3 separate regions of the Mus musculus genome follow, and all the other regions are linked to region 2. A link is a contact called in public promoter capture Hi-C data. All regions are on one chromosome and are shown on one strand. The core of a region is the stretch at or near the end of the contact, and the rest is flanking DNA. Distances in the headings are between cores, read along the strand shown. Region 1 holds the start of Mtmr7 (myotubularin related protein 7). Region 2 holds the start of Fgl1 (fibrinogen-like protein 1). Region 3 has its middle 16 kb from the start of Adam24.

Region 1 (3,927 bases), core at 703-3,202, 580 kb before region 2:
GTGGAATGAAACAGATAAACAAATCTCATCCGCCTAATATGTGTAACCTCAACGTTTTGTTGTTACTGTTTATTATTCTAATGCTAACGGCCATGTAATTCAAAGACACTTCAGTGACTTCTCTCTCCATCCCAACCACCCATTGTCTTCCCATTTCCAGACACACAAATGTCTACATGGCCTAGAGGGTATTGATGAAAACCAATTTTAAAAAAATACTTCCTGTTATTCAGGTTTAAATATATGGCTTTGCCGGGCAGTGGTGGCACACACCTTTAATGCCAGCACTTGGGAGGCAGAGGCAGGCGGATTTCTGAGTTCGAGGCCAGCCTGGTCTACAGAGTGAGTTCCAGGACAGCCAGGGCTATACAGAGAAACCCTGCCTCAAAACAAAACAAAAAAATATAGAGATATGGCTTTGTCTGAGGTGAAACAGAGTAAAGTCCAGAAAGTGATATCGCTCTCCCAAGTTGACACCAAATAAGACAATGCCATCCAGTGCCAGGATAAATACCCTCTCATCCCCGCTGCCGACATCCACATAAGACACCACCTGTACAAAGGGCCCCTTCATCATGAAAGAGGAATGCCCTTGGCAAAAGACAAAGAGAATCATGGGTTAAACTCATCACTCTTGAATAAATTATTTAGTACCACTTAAGACCTGAGAGCCCTGAGCCACGGATCTTGTGGTTTATGGCACTGTCTCCTAAGTTTACAACTTCCTGATTGTAAAGTAACAGTTTCATTCCATGGGGCAACGTCAACACAACTGAAACTCACCGCTGGAACTGACGGTCTCCAGCAGGCTAGAAGACTAATTCTTCCATGAACACAATATTAATGAGGCTTTTACTAAGAGGTATGGGCAACCATCTCTGAATGTAGGGATAAATTCTTGCTGGATAAGGAGCAAAGTAATTAAATATACGTTCCCATGAAATGATAATAGCCCTGGGATCACATGACTTCTGTGCACTCGGATATAATTTTAGTCCAAGTCTGTCTGGGACCTAGATTTTAAATATAAGATGATTCTGAAAAGACTGTGTGGTGGTAACTAAGAGAGAAACAACGGGATTTTTAAAAAGGTCTTCCTTCCCAGAGGTTTTTAAAATCAGACAAGAATCTCTATCATTATTTTAATTCTAAATTATATTGCAACAAAGAGTGGCAAGGTTTGGTACTATGGCTAAGGCTTCCAGTCTTAATTAACTGTATAATCTGGAAATAATCATTTCTGTTGAGCGGCAAACGCCGGTGTGTTTTAACACACACTCACGGGTGAAATCTATACGCAGCATCTTCTTCCCAAGGGGCCAAACAAACGGGAAAGAGAAGAATACGCCATCATTCAGTCATGGCAAATATGTATCCTAGGCTCAGCTGCAGGTCCCTAGCAGCTCCAAAATGGGAAAGGATGCTTCGGGTGAGTCCAATCCTTAGCTTCAACAAGCTTCCAAGTTCATTCAAACCATCTGTCTATAACGCACTTTCTTTGCACCTGCTATTCAAGAGCTTGCTTCCTTTTCAACTGCTCAGAGCTACCAGCACCTTCTTTAAATGAAAATATTTAAAGAAAAACCGTTTATCAGCACCCTGTTACTCAACAGACAAATGGGGTCCATTCCCTCCTGCCCACCCCTGCGTCCACTGCGCACCACCTCACCCCCAAGGACAAGAGATTAGCGCCAGCTAGGCCTGTGAGCTAGCAAGAGAAAGACCGGCCTCGCAGTGCTCTGGGAGATGCTAGGGCGCCGCCAGCTCCTCCCTCGTTCGCGGTCCAGCTCCCGGCCGGGCAGCCCCGTGCGCTTAGCATCCCTCCTCCTTCTCTGCCTCCTCCGCCCGGGCCACCAACCTTGGGCGTGCGGATGTGCTCCATGGCGGGCCCGCGTCTGCAGGGTCCCCGGCGGGCGCGGCCTCACGCACCTGCGCGCGCGCGTGCGGCGCAATGGGAAGGGCGGGGAGGGGGCTTCGGCGGCCGCGGGCGTGGGCGGGTCCCGGCCTTGGCTCCTCCTCCAGGTGCGCCGGTGGTGCTGGGCGCCTGCGCGGGCCTGAGATCGCGGCTCTGCGCCTGCTCGCACCTGCGGGTCTCACCCTTGGACTTTGCTCTCCTTTCCGCTCCCTCTCTCTGGTGGAGGCTCTCACTGCCCAAGTCACTAGGTATTTTTCCAGATGGGGATCTTCAAGCTGGCTGCGGTGGCGCTTGCCTGTAATCCCAGCCACTCAGGAGGCTGAGGCAGGAAGATCATTTGGGTCCAGCAGCTTGGAACAGTAAAAGAGACATAAAGATACCCCCCATATTTTCTTTTTTTAAAAAAAGAAAAATCAAAACCCAAAGAGAGTCAGGCAGCATAAAACGGTAATACTGTGGCACCACTGTTTCCTAAGGCACAAAGAGGGCCTTGTGTTGGGTGTGGTTTCTTGGAGAGATGCGAATGAATCTGTGAAGCTTTATACCCTCATTGGCTGCCTTCCAGAGCATCCGAAGATAGGTGGAACTTCAGAATGTGGTAGGGGGAAAAAATGACTGCACCCTGATGCAGTATGCATAGTCTACTGGGTTCTGGATGTATTCTGGCACAGGCTCAGTCAGCAGAGTCTTTGGGGTGAAAGTGAGAGTAATACCAATGTTGTTTGTGCCCTAGTACTAAGGTTGCTGTCAAGTCAGACATCTCACATAACCATGTGACTTCACTGATGGAATCTTGATAGAGATGTGAAAACCCCAGATCCTGTGTTAGGTACATATCGGCTGTCTTTTCCTAGCTGTAACTAAACGACAGCTAGAGACACAAAGTATCCACTATGAGGTCCCTTTAAGGCACCAAGGGAATCCAGAGACTAAAAACACCCTCTGCCATACTGAAGTTTCATAGAACAGTTCTTGGAGTAGTATTTGTTTCGTTGTTTTCCTGGCCCTTGTTTATGACATTGTTGTAAATTCTTTGACCTTACACATTGTTTTTGATTTTGTTTTTTTTTTTAATCTCCTGTTCAATACCGGCATATTGCAACCTTCAAAATATGTTTTCATTAATGTCGAATTCATTTTAAAATTGTCACATCCCCTTTGCACGTTTTGGACCATATTCATACTCCTACCACCCGAGAGGGTAGATTGGAACAAGCTATAAAACATCACTTGTAAATGACAAGAATAAGTCAAAGTGTAATTTTCCCTTTTGTAAAGAACATCAGGGGTAGTCAAAGAAAGTCCCGCTTTAGTCAGTAGTACTTTCTGGTCTCGATTCAAACCAGCTCCAGTATCCTTATTTATAGACTGAAAACATCATTTCCTGTCTATATGACCTCATCTCCAAATTAAATTTTATGATATAATGAGCTTACATCTGTTTGGAGGGAATATTCTGAATCAGACAGACATCCTGGAATAATGTGTTTTCAGTATTCTGTCTTCTGGTAGGCTGATAAATAGTGTACTGGATCAGCAATTTTTACACACAAATATTATAGTACAGATTTGAAAACATCTATACATAGGTAAAGAGAGATGTCTGAACAATTCAAGATTAGTCTAAAGTGTTGATGATTCAAAAATCATGGTACTTATTTAAAGACTCGTAAAATAAGCACTAGGTTAAATTAATCTATTATAAGCCAATTATTAGGATAAGTTAACAGAATATGATGGAAATATTATAATAAAAGAGAAACAAGTTTCTACTAACTGCAGTTTGGCTTAATCTAATAACTCCCTAAGGATTTTTTCTCAGCTTGTCCTTTAACCCCACAGTTACAGAAGTTATTCAGTGATAAGGTCTAGTCCTCAGTAACCCGGTGAAGTCTCTCGTACTCATAACACTACTATATATCCCCCAGGCTCTCTGTTTTCACTACTCAACAGCCGGTAGAGTGGAAGACACTGAAGGTTTTTGGTTTTGTTTTGTAGAAGGCATCTTAGAG
Region 2 (4,364 bases), core at 1,201-3,700:
ATATAGCAAAGGATAAGGAGTTACAGAGACAAAGTTTGGAGCTGAGATGAAAGGATGGACCATGTAGAGACTGTCATATCCAGGGATCCACCCCATAATCAGCATCCAAACGCTGACACCATTGCATACACTAGCAAGATTTTATCGAAAGGACCCAGATGTAGCTGTCTCTTGTGAGACTATGCCGGGGCCTAGCAAACACAGAAGTGGATGCTCACAGTCAGCTAATGGAGGGATCATAGGGCTCCCAATGGAGGAGCTAGAGAAAGTAGCCAAGGAGCTAAAGGGATCTGCAACCCTATAGGTGGAACAACATTATGAACTAACCAGTACCCCGGAGCTCTTGACTCTAGCTGCATATATATCAAAAGATGGCCTAGTCGGCCATCACTGGAAAGAGAGGCCCATTGGACTTGCAAACTTTATATGCCCCAGTACAGGGGAACACCAGGGCCAAAAAGGGGGAGTGGGTGGGCAGGGGAGTGGGGGTGGGTGGATATGGGGGACTTTTGGTATAGCATTGGAAATGTAAATGAGTTAAATACCTAATAAAAAATGGAAAAAAAATATAGCAAAGGATAAAAATCTCAATTTAATACCCAACACTTTATTTGACGATCTTAAAAGCATTGAATTCTCAACAGCTGTACATCCAGAGAAACATTTTTGTTTTAATGTTCAACATGCTTGGCCGTTAGGGATAGACTAATTAAAACTACTTTGAGGTTTCATCTTATCCCAGTCAGAATGGCCAAGTTAAAGAAGAAGAAAACCAGCGGCTAGCATGGATACGGGGAAAGAGGGACTATTATCCACCACTGGTGGGTAGAGGGAGAATTTTGGTTTTTTTAAAAACCCATTCATGTTATGCAAATATGTTTTTGTTTTAATCCCAGGTGTGGGGTATGGGATGCTTCAGATTGTCCACAGCAGCTAACTATGATTCGTCTTGTGGTCTGGCATGGGTGTGATACTGCCAGCTGAAGATATTTTATGTTTGGAATTCCAGGAACTCTTGCGAGGCTAGAAAAATGCCCTAGCTCCAAGAGGCTGCGGCAGCTACTGGTCTCTGCTGCTGCTGTTTGCCCGTCTTTCTTGTTGGCTGGATGACTGCCTGTTTCTAGTTGTAGATATCCTGATGATGGAAGATTGGTTTTCCTCCAAGGAACTTGATGCCACTACTCATCAGGAAGTAGTCTAAAGAGACCTGTTCTCCTTTCCCCTCTAGCCTTCTTTTTTGCCTACCCGGGATTGGGCGGTTGGAAGGGGTTGGGGTAGAGAAGAGTGGTAGGTAAAAGAACCTAATAAAGTAGCCAAAAAGTATGGTTACAGGTAGGAGTATAACTGGTCCAGCCACTATGTAAAGGTTCCTCAAAGAGCTAGAAGTAGATCTACCATGAGATCCAGCTGAATCACTCTGGATCAGATACCCCAAAGACTATAGTTTGCTGTTACGGTATGAGTACACCACGGTCATTGCTGTTCTATTCATGGTAGCCAGGAAATGGAAGTGGCCCCAATATCCAACTATGATGAATGGATAATGAAAACCTAGTAGTACACTGACAAGAGTCCTACCCACGAGAGTCACATTCTACCACTGAACTGCACCCCCACCTTCTTAAAATGATTTATATCAAATAAGAAAGCCTGTCTGAGAGCAGATATTTGAAGGTAATTTCAATGCATACCTTTATAATAATTTGAAAATATAATGATTTCTAATTCAAAATACCTAAAGCAAAAATACTATAAAAGAAATACAACTAGGCATAGTGAATGATAAGGATCAGGATGATGTTATATAAACTAGATGTACCAAATAAGGATGGTTTACTAACATGAATAATGAAGACTAGATTGTCAGTGCAGCTGTGTCCAATCGGAGAATGTTGTATTGATTTTATAATCTCCATCAGGGATTTCTACCCTGCCTTTGATCATTCATTCAGTTCCCAGATAATATATATTCATAATTATTTATATTTTAAATATATTTTACATTTATAATAAGTCTTAAAAGCACTAGAGCTGGGCAGGTATCTAGCCTCTATGTCTATTTCCCTGCAAACAACCCTGAGATATGTCTTGCCATATTTCACCTTGGCCAGTCTTACCCTACTCTGTTTTTAATTCTGTAGGCTGAAATGGAAAGTTCTACTGTGAATCCCCATCTAACTCATTTGAAATACAAGGAGACTAGAAACTAATTAAATTCTAAATCTCTCCTCCAAGTTGCAAGCAACTCTGCTTTATTGTCAGTCATCTCAATCTCTTTCGAAAGCCAAAGGCTACTTTCTGAGTCCTGGTGTCTGCCATTCGCTGTCATGAAAGAGTCACCATTATTACAGTCCAGTCAGCAGTACAGATAATAACTTACCTCAAGTCAAAATGAATCAGGACTTAGCTAGGCTCAGTCCATCCACACAGAGCCTCCCAGGAACTTCTAACTGAAGTCAGAATTACAAACGGTTTTCCCCATTATTTGATTAGAGGCAGGCAAAGTTGACTCTGGCTCTAATCCAGAAACAACATGAGGAAATCAGTTTTACTGGAAGGAATAAAAAACAAAAAACAAACAAACAAAAAAAACCAAAAAAAACCAAAAAACCAAAAACAAAAAAAAACAACTGGAGGGCAAGCTCCAATACTTTTTTTTTTTGTCTTGTTTTGTTTTGTTTTGTTTTGTTTTTTGAGACAGGGTTTCTCTGTGTAGCCCTGGCTGTCCTGGAACTCACTTTGTAGTCCAGGCTGGCCTCGAACTCAGAAATCTGCCTGCCTCTGCCTCCCAAGTGCTGGGATTAAAGGGGTGTGCCACCACCACTGGCCCCAATACTCTTATATTCTCAATTTCTCCTCCGTGCAGGACATTTTATTGGATTACATATCTTTATGTCAGCCTTTTATAGTTGTGTTCATCCAGAGAATTTTATACTTCATCCTAAAAGTCAAAGCCATCTGAAACTTTGCCTTACAGATAGATAGTAAAGTTAAGAAACTGCCAGCTGCAAAGGAGGAAACTAAAGTATCATTTCAACTAAGACAGGGACAGAGGCTGCGTTTTTCTTAGGTATGAAAACACCACCACCACAAGCTTATAACGGACGCAATGGACCCATCAGTTTACTTGATCCTTTTTTATTATGATTTTTCTTTATTCTTGAGAACTTCAGATATGAAAACATGAAATATGACCATATCCACATCCCATTCTCCTCCAAGTTTCCCCATGTCGTCTTCCCAACTTCACCTTTTTTTTTTTTTTTTTTGATACCACCCTAAATTCCCATCAGGGCAGCACATGTGTGCATGAATCTGGGACTGTCCATTAGTAACAGCGTTCTCTGATATGTAAGATTGTGCCCCTTCCTGTAAGCATTAGCCATGCTCTTACTAGCTGTTCTTTTTGCTTTTAAAGCCTCTGGAGCCGCTTTTATTGTGTAAAAGGTAACTTTTTCAGTTCCACTAATCTTGTGTAACCATCTCAGACTGGAAACCAGGTGATCGCTTCTCGTCGATTTTGATGTAACGCAAGCAGTTGTTTGCCATCTGTTCTGTTGCCCCTATTTCTTAACTCAGATTCCGGTAAAAAGTAGAGTGTTTCCCTTCTGTCCTAGGTGAGTCACTGAGCAGAGAGCTTTGCCTGTATTTGACCTTCCCATTAAACACTTTCTGACGATTGACTTAGAAAATTTGGAAGTTCTTATAGAAAAGTTAGTCCCAATGGCTTAAAAAATTAACAATAATAAGGCAATGACATTTAGGCTGAAGTGATCTACACACACAGGAGGGATGAAGTTATGGCATTTGAAATAGTAGAGAATTCAAACCGCTGATATTAAAAGGAAAGCGTGGAATTTTAAAGCTAATGTGACAATGACCACTGTGGTGAGGTTAGTATTTTGAATGTATCTTTCTTGTATCTTTATTGCTTTCTCCACACTCAAAAAAAAAAAAAAATTGACAAGCTCTACTGTCACAGGCGTCTGCAGAGGACACAATAGTAACTAACAACAAGAACTGCCGCATTCGCTACAAGTTCTACAAGCCAAATAGTAAGAACAGGGTTTCCTTTGCCTTTCGGTGATGCTGAGTTTTAAACCTATGGTGTAGCACATAATGAGAATCTGCTTTACCCATGGGCTATACACCCGCTGCCAAAGCTGTTAGAGCTGCATTGACTCAGCCCCCAACACCCTACTCAGCTATCAGCTGTCTCCTTTTCAGTGGGGAAATGGGCACAGAAGTTTAAGCAACTTGCCCAAGGTCACACAGCTAGCAAGAGATGGAGCCAGAACTCAAAGGCAATCTGGCTCTGAATTTGTGATCCTCACAATGAAAACTAGGTTATGCTGTCAAAGACT
Region 3 (4,460 bases), core at 1,362-3,861, 560 kb before region 2:
GTGCACCCATATATACAGTGTCCTCACGGAGAGGTGGGAGGCGGGAAATCTCGCATTCAGTATTTTAGGGACTAAGAAGAACAGAGTCTGAAGTTATATGCTAAACACACACACACAGAGAGAGAGAGAGAGAGAGAGAGAGAAAGAGAGAGAGAGAGAGAAAGAGAGAGAGAGGTTTCACGAAGGTACATCAAGTACAAGATGTCAAATTCTTTAAATTTAATTCTATAACATTAGCTCCATTCAGGTGTTTCAATGCAGTGTTAAATTTGGAAATATTTACTCTGGGAACCCTACATGGCATTTCTGATAAATCACCCAAACTGTGACGTGAGGCCCCAGCATTGGTTTCCTGTTTGTCCTGTCCACTATCTCTCTGTCTATTTAAAATGAGGCAAACTATGGCAGATATCCATCCTCTATGGGATTAAGCTCTAACCTGTCAGACAGTGGAGCTCACTAGAAATGTTGGACAGATCTTTGGATAGGGCTCAAACCCACATAAAACTTGGTAGGAGCAAATCACAAGCATTCATGAAAGCAAAACTAAATGTAGCAAACAGGAAAATCTTCAGGACTAAGAGGTGCTGTATTGAAACTTGTGCTGTAAGTTTCAAGTCTTCCTTGTAAAGTTTAAGTATTAATATATGCAATTCTTTATTATAGTAAATAGTTGTTCCCTGGAAAAGAGCACAAAAGACTTAATTTTTTAAATATCTGTTCCCTCCTCTAGTTCAAAGAATGCTTTCAAACTCTAGACATATATAAGAATGTCTTTTAGTTTTTGTTTTCTTATTTCCTATAGAGGTAAGACCTATCTTCCCATGTAGAGTGTTACTGTTCTTACCCCCAAGAAACATAAAAGGAATACAACGTTTGAATATCTATATCTGAAGACACATCAGAAATTCTTTTGGTCTGTTTTATTATTTCTTCTAAAAATGGTTTTATTTTAGTTTGGGGATTTTCACTTGTTTATTTTGGGGGGCGTGGAGAAGAGTGTCTTCAGAGCCTAATATCATTTGCTCTACAATGAACTATACTACCAACCCCACAATGTACATACACATATTTAAATTTAGATGATCACATTTATTAGAACACAGATAAGAAAACTCAGAAAACTTGATTAAAATTTCATGCTAAGGAAATTGACAAAAAGATCTTAATAACTACTTGAAGGCTATGGAAAGAATTATTTGAGAATACTAAAGGCTGGCCTGGAGAGATAACTTAGCAGTTAAGAGCACTAGCTGCTCTTCCAAAGGACCTGGTTTCAATTCTCAGCACCCACTTGGGAGTCTGTCCCACAGATGTCCAAGAATCTGACACTCTCTTCTGGCCTTTGTGGGTAGTAGGCACATACATGATGCACAGACATACATGCAGGCAAAACACTCATACATATAAAATAGTACAGTAATAATAATACAAAAAGCATGCTTTTTCATGGCACATCTGAGACATTCCGACCCATGCTATTTCATATGTATGTTGAAGCCTAGACATGCCAGGAGAAGACACACACACACACACACACACACACACATACACACGTATATATATGCATATACATATCTATGAATATATATCTCTTTGGATTAGCAGAAAGTAACTGAAAAATCTCAGATCTTTTTGTTTTTATGTTTAACTGTGTATATATTCACTTAACTACATTATCCATGGAGGACAGAAGATGGTCTTAGATTCCCTGGTGCCAGAGTGATAGGGGGTTGTGAGTTGCTCAACATAGGTGCTAGGAACTAAACTTGGGTCTTCCCCAAGAGCAGCATGTGCTCTTAACCACTGAGTCATCTCTACAGTCTGTGGAGACCCTTTTCTGCGACCTCATCTGATCAGTTTGGTGCGTTCCAGGCATTTGTGAGTCTATTACAAACTTTGAGTCCTATCTGAGCCAGAACACATGACACATGGATGCACCATTATATTATTCTCTCCATCCTCCAAGATTTGAGATGCCCTAACACTTAAGATGCAAAACAAAACAAAAACAATCCTACCACCCACACTGGGAAAATGCTCTAAAACATTCTCATTGATCCCCACCTTTCTCTGTAAACCAACCAGGGTAACTTCCCAAAGCTTTCTTTCGCCTCCTGTATGTTAGTTTATAAAGACAATGTTAGAGCCCTGGATTCACTTTCTCTTCAAGATGCAGCCCAAGGCATAACATGAGTACCAAGAGCCGGGTTCCCTCTCCAGATTGCCTGGGTTCACAGCTTCCTAGTGCTCCTTTTCCTTAACCCAAAGGGTTGCAATGCCAGGCAACACTGCAATGTTTCCCGTGGCGTCTGGGTTAGAAGGGGGCACCCCCTTAGGCTGTGATTAAGAGGTAAGCTTTCTTTTCATGATGAGTTTTCTGGGTAAGCAGAAATACCAAGTGAGGCAAGACACATGGGATGCAAACTGTGCTATGAAGCAGGATGGCACCTGACAAACTGTGTAAGTCAATCCCCTTTCTCTGACGATGGTGACACACTGCAGCCTAAATGTCCTCTCCCTCCACGGAATTCCCCCTACACTGACGTTACTACCGTTGAGGGAGCTGATCACCTTTACTGTGTGTATAACCTTGCCTGTTGACGGTCAGGTGACTCTGTTCCAAGTGAACAGTCACTTTAGAGTTTGTTTTCCTTCATTGATCTCCACAGCCAAGGCCAACTGAAAGTGCGTCAAGTGACAAAGCTTTTCGGGATACCTGTGTCACAAGTTGTTTGACACTTTAAGTCAACAGTGATTATTCAATTCCAATTGAGATGTGTGGAAAGCCAGCATGGCTAACCACCTAGTTTTCTGGGGGAAGATTCTAGTGGAAAGGACATTGCTTTTACAAGATAAAACTTTTATTTTGTGTTATGGAAGATTGTACATCTTGTCGGTAACATTCAATGGTGTGCAGCCTTTTCTTGTCATAATAATTATTTTCTAATTATTAGGAGCTAATAACAATCCTCTGATCTTATCCAATGATAACACGATTATTTTTCTAGGTTCATTGGTGGTTTTTCTCTCTTCACCAGAGAACCCCCAAACTATGGTTCTTTTGCACCTTGAAAACTATTTTAAATTATTGAAGAAACTCCCACTGTGCTATTTTGACTTTTATTATAAGAATAAAAATCTAATCCCTTTAGCGAGTGAAATGTTCTACGGGAGAGGTGGATCCATAAGCGGAGACATCAATCAGCCAGTCCTATGAAGAAGGAATCAAAAAAAAAAAGAACAGAAAGTCATCCCTTGATGTTTGTTGTAGTGGATGGACTTAAAAACCTGTCTCGCCATTCCCTGTTCGAGGAAGCAAAAATCAAGGCGGGAAGGGGAGGGTAACAGGGGTGGATAGTGAGGAGGTTGGGGGGTGAAGGGCTGGAGGGATTTCAGATATAAACTCAAAGAAGAATCCTAACATTAAGGATTCTCACAAGAAAGTCGAAAGAAAATAGAGTTTAATCCCAATGGAAGAATCTGAAGTTTGGTAAGTTTTGTAATGTATCTCAATTTTGCTACTTTTTCCTCTGTCTCTTTCCTGCAGGTTCTCAGAGTCTACCTTGTGAAATGTTTTAGGCTAAGAAGAGTCCAGCAACAGCTAACTGAGAGACCTGAATAAAAGGGTAAATTAAAAAAAAGAAAGAGAAAAAGAAAAAGATGAAAACAAGTCTGCTCTGCAAAGTCCGAACCTCCGCATCCCGCGTGGCTCTTCATCAGCATCGGAGATCAAGAGTGTGTTTGTTTGCTCCACAGAAAGAAGCCAGTATGCCCTGAGGGCACTCCAGGTGGATAGTGGCCAACCTGTGATGAGATAGAGGCTACAAAGAATCAATACCTGGAAATCTGTGTAGTACGTAGAGGACAAAACATTCCTGTGGGTTTAGAGACCTTAAAGACTTTTACAGAGAATGAAGACAAACTTTGAGTTGCAGTAAAACCAGGATGTGAGAAATAATAGTCCCCAAAGTATGAAAAATGAGAAAGAGACATCCCAGGTTCAGTTGGAGCTGGGTAGCAGGGCTCCAATGATAACAGTTACAGCCACGATGTTCAGTGCTTCTTTATAAATAGACACCAGGGACAAAGATATTAGGACTTGGTGGACCCAAGGGACAGAAGAACTCTGGGCTTCGGTTTTTCCAGTTGGACTGTTAAGGTACTAATTAATATCCTAGCTCTCCTAATTTCTGTTCTGGACCACCTACAGCTTTTGATGTCAGTCCTCAAAGCTGAGCAAAGGAGTGAGCACACGACAGAGTCACACTAATGAAAGGAACTACAGCTAACAGGATTGGGTATAAGCTGGGGTGGTCCTCTGGCTGCCGCATGAGACAGAGTCAGGGGAATGGTCTAAAAATATGATGGGCGTAGGGTTAGGGATGCAGCTCACTGGTAGAAGTCTTACCTCACATGCATAAGGTCCTGGATAGAAACGCCACCGCAAACAATAATAA

What was found. Promoter capture Hi-C pulls out the DNA fragments that hold promoters and counts their contacts.
Region 1: a promoter capture Hi-C map of liver shows a contact between it and region 2. The contact joins the promoter of Mtmr7 here to the promoter of Fgl1 in region 2. A contact is called at or near these places in 6 of 39 promoter capture datasets (cranial neural crest, embryonic stem cells, hippocampal neurons and 2 more).
Region 3: a promoter capture Hi-C map of liver shows a contact between it and region 2, with 2.3 times the contacts expected there. The contact joins the enhancer-like site here to the promoter of Fgl1 in region 2. A contact is called at or near these places in 7 of 39 promoter capture datasets (the 3T3-L1 cell line, embryonic stem cells, hematopoietic stem and progenitor cells and 3 more), 2 of 484 Hi-C or Micro-C datasets (both in liver) and 1 of 115 datasets of contacts at active chromatin or transcription factors (embryonic stem cells).

What each region holds. Positions count from the first base shown.
Region 1 is chr8:40,632,840-40,636,766 of GRCm38.p6, forward strand. Mtmr7 (myotubularin related protein 7) reads right to left here and starts at 1,953. Exons shown (of 14, transcript NM_001040699.1): 1 at 1,859-1,953. The coding sequence starts at 1,882.
Region 2 is chr8:41,212,706-41,217,069 of GRCm38.p6, forward strand. It overlaps Fgl1 (fibrinogen-like protein 1), which reads right to left and starts at 2,451. Exons shown (of 8, transcript NM_145594.2): 1 at 2,381-2,451.
Region 3 is chr8:40,656,685-40,661,144 of GRCm38.p6, forward strand. No RefSeq gene overlaps it. Among named protein-coding and RNA genes, the nearest start is that of Adam24, 16 kb to the right of the region's middle. Within about 2 kb of position 2,612, at least 8 of the 459 cell types and tissues checked have an H3K27ac peak or open chromatin away from gene starts, as enhancers often do. A contact at or near this core is called in liver, where this site is marked.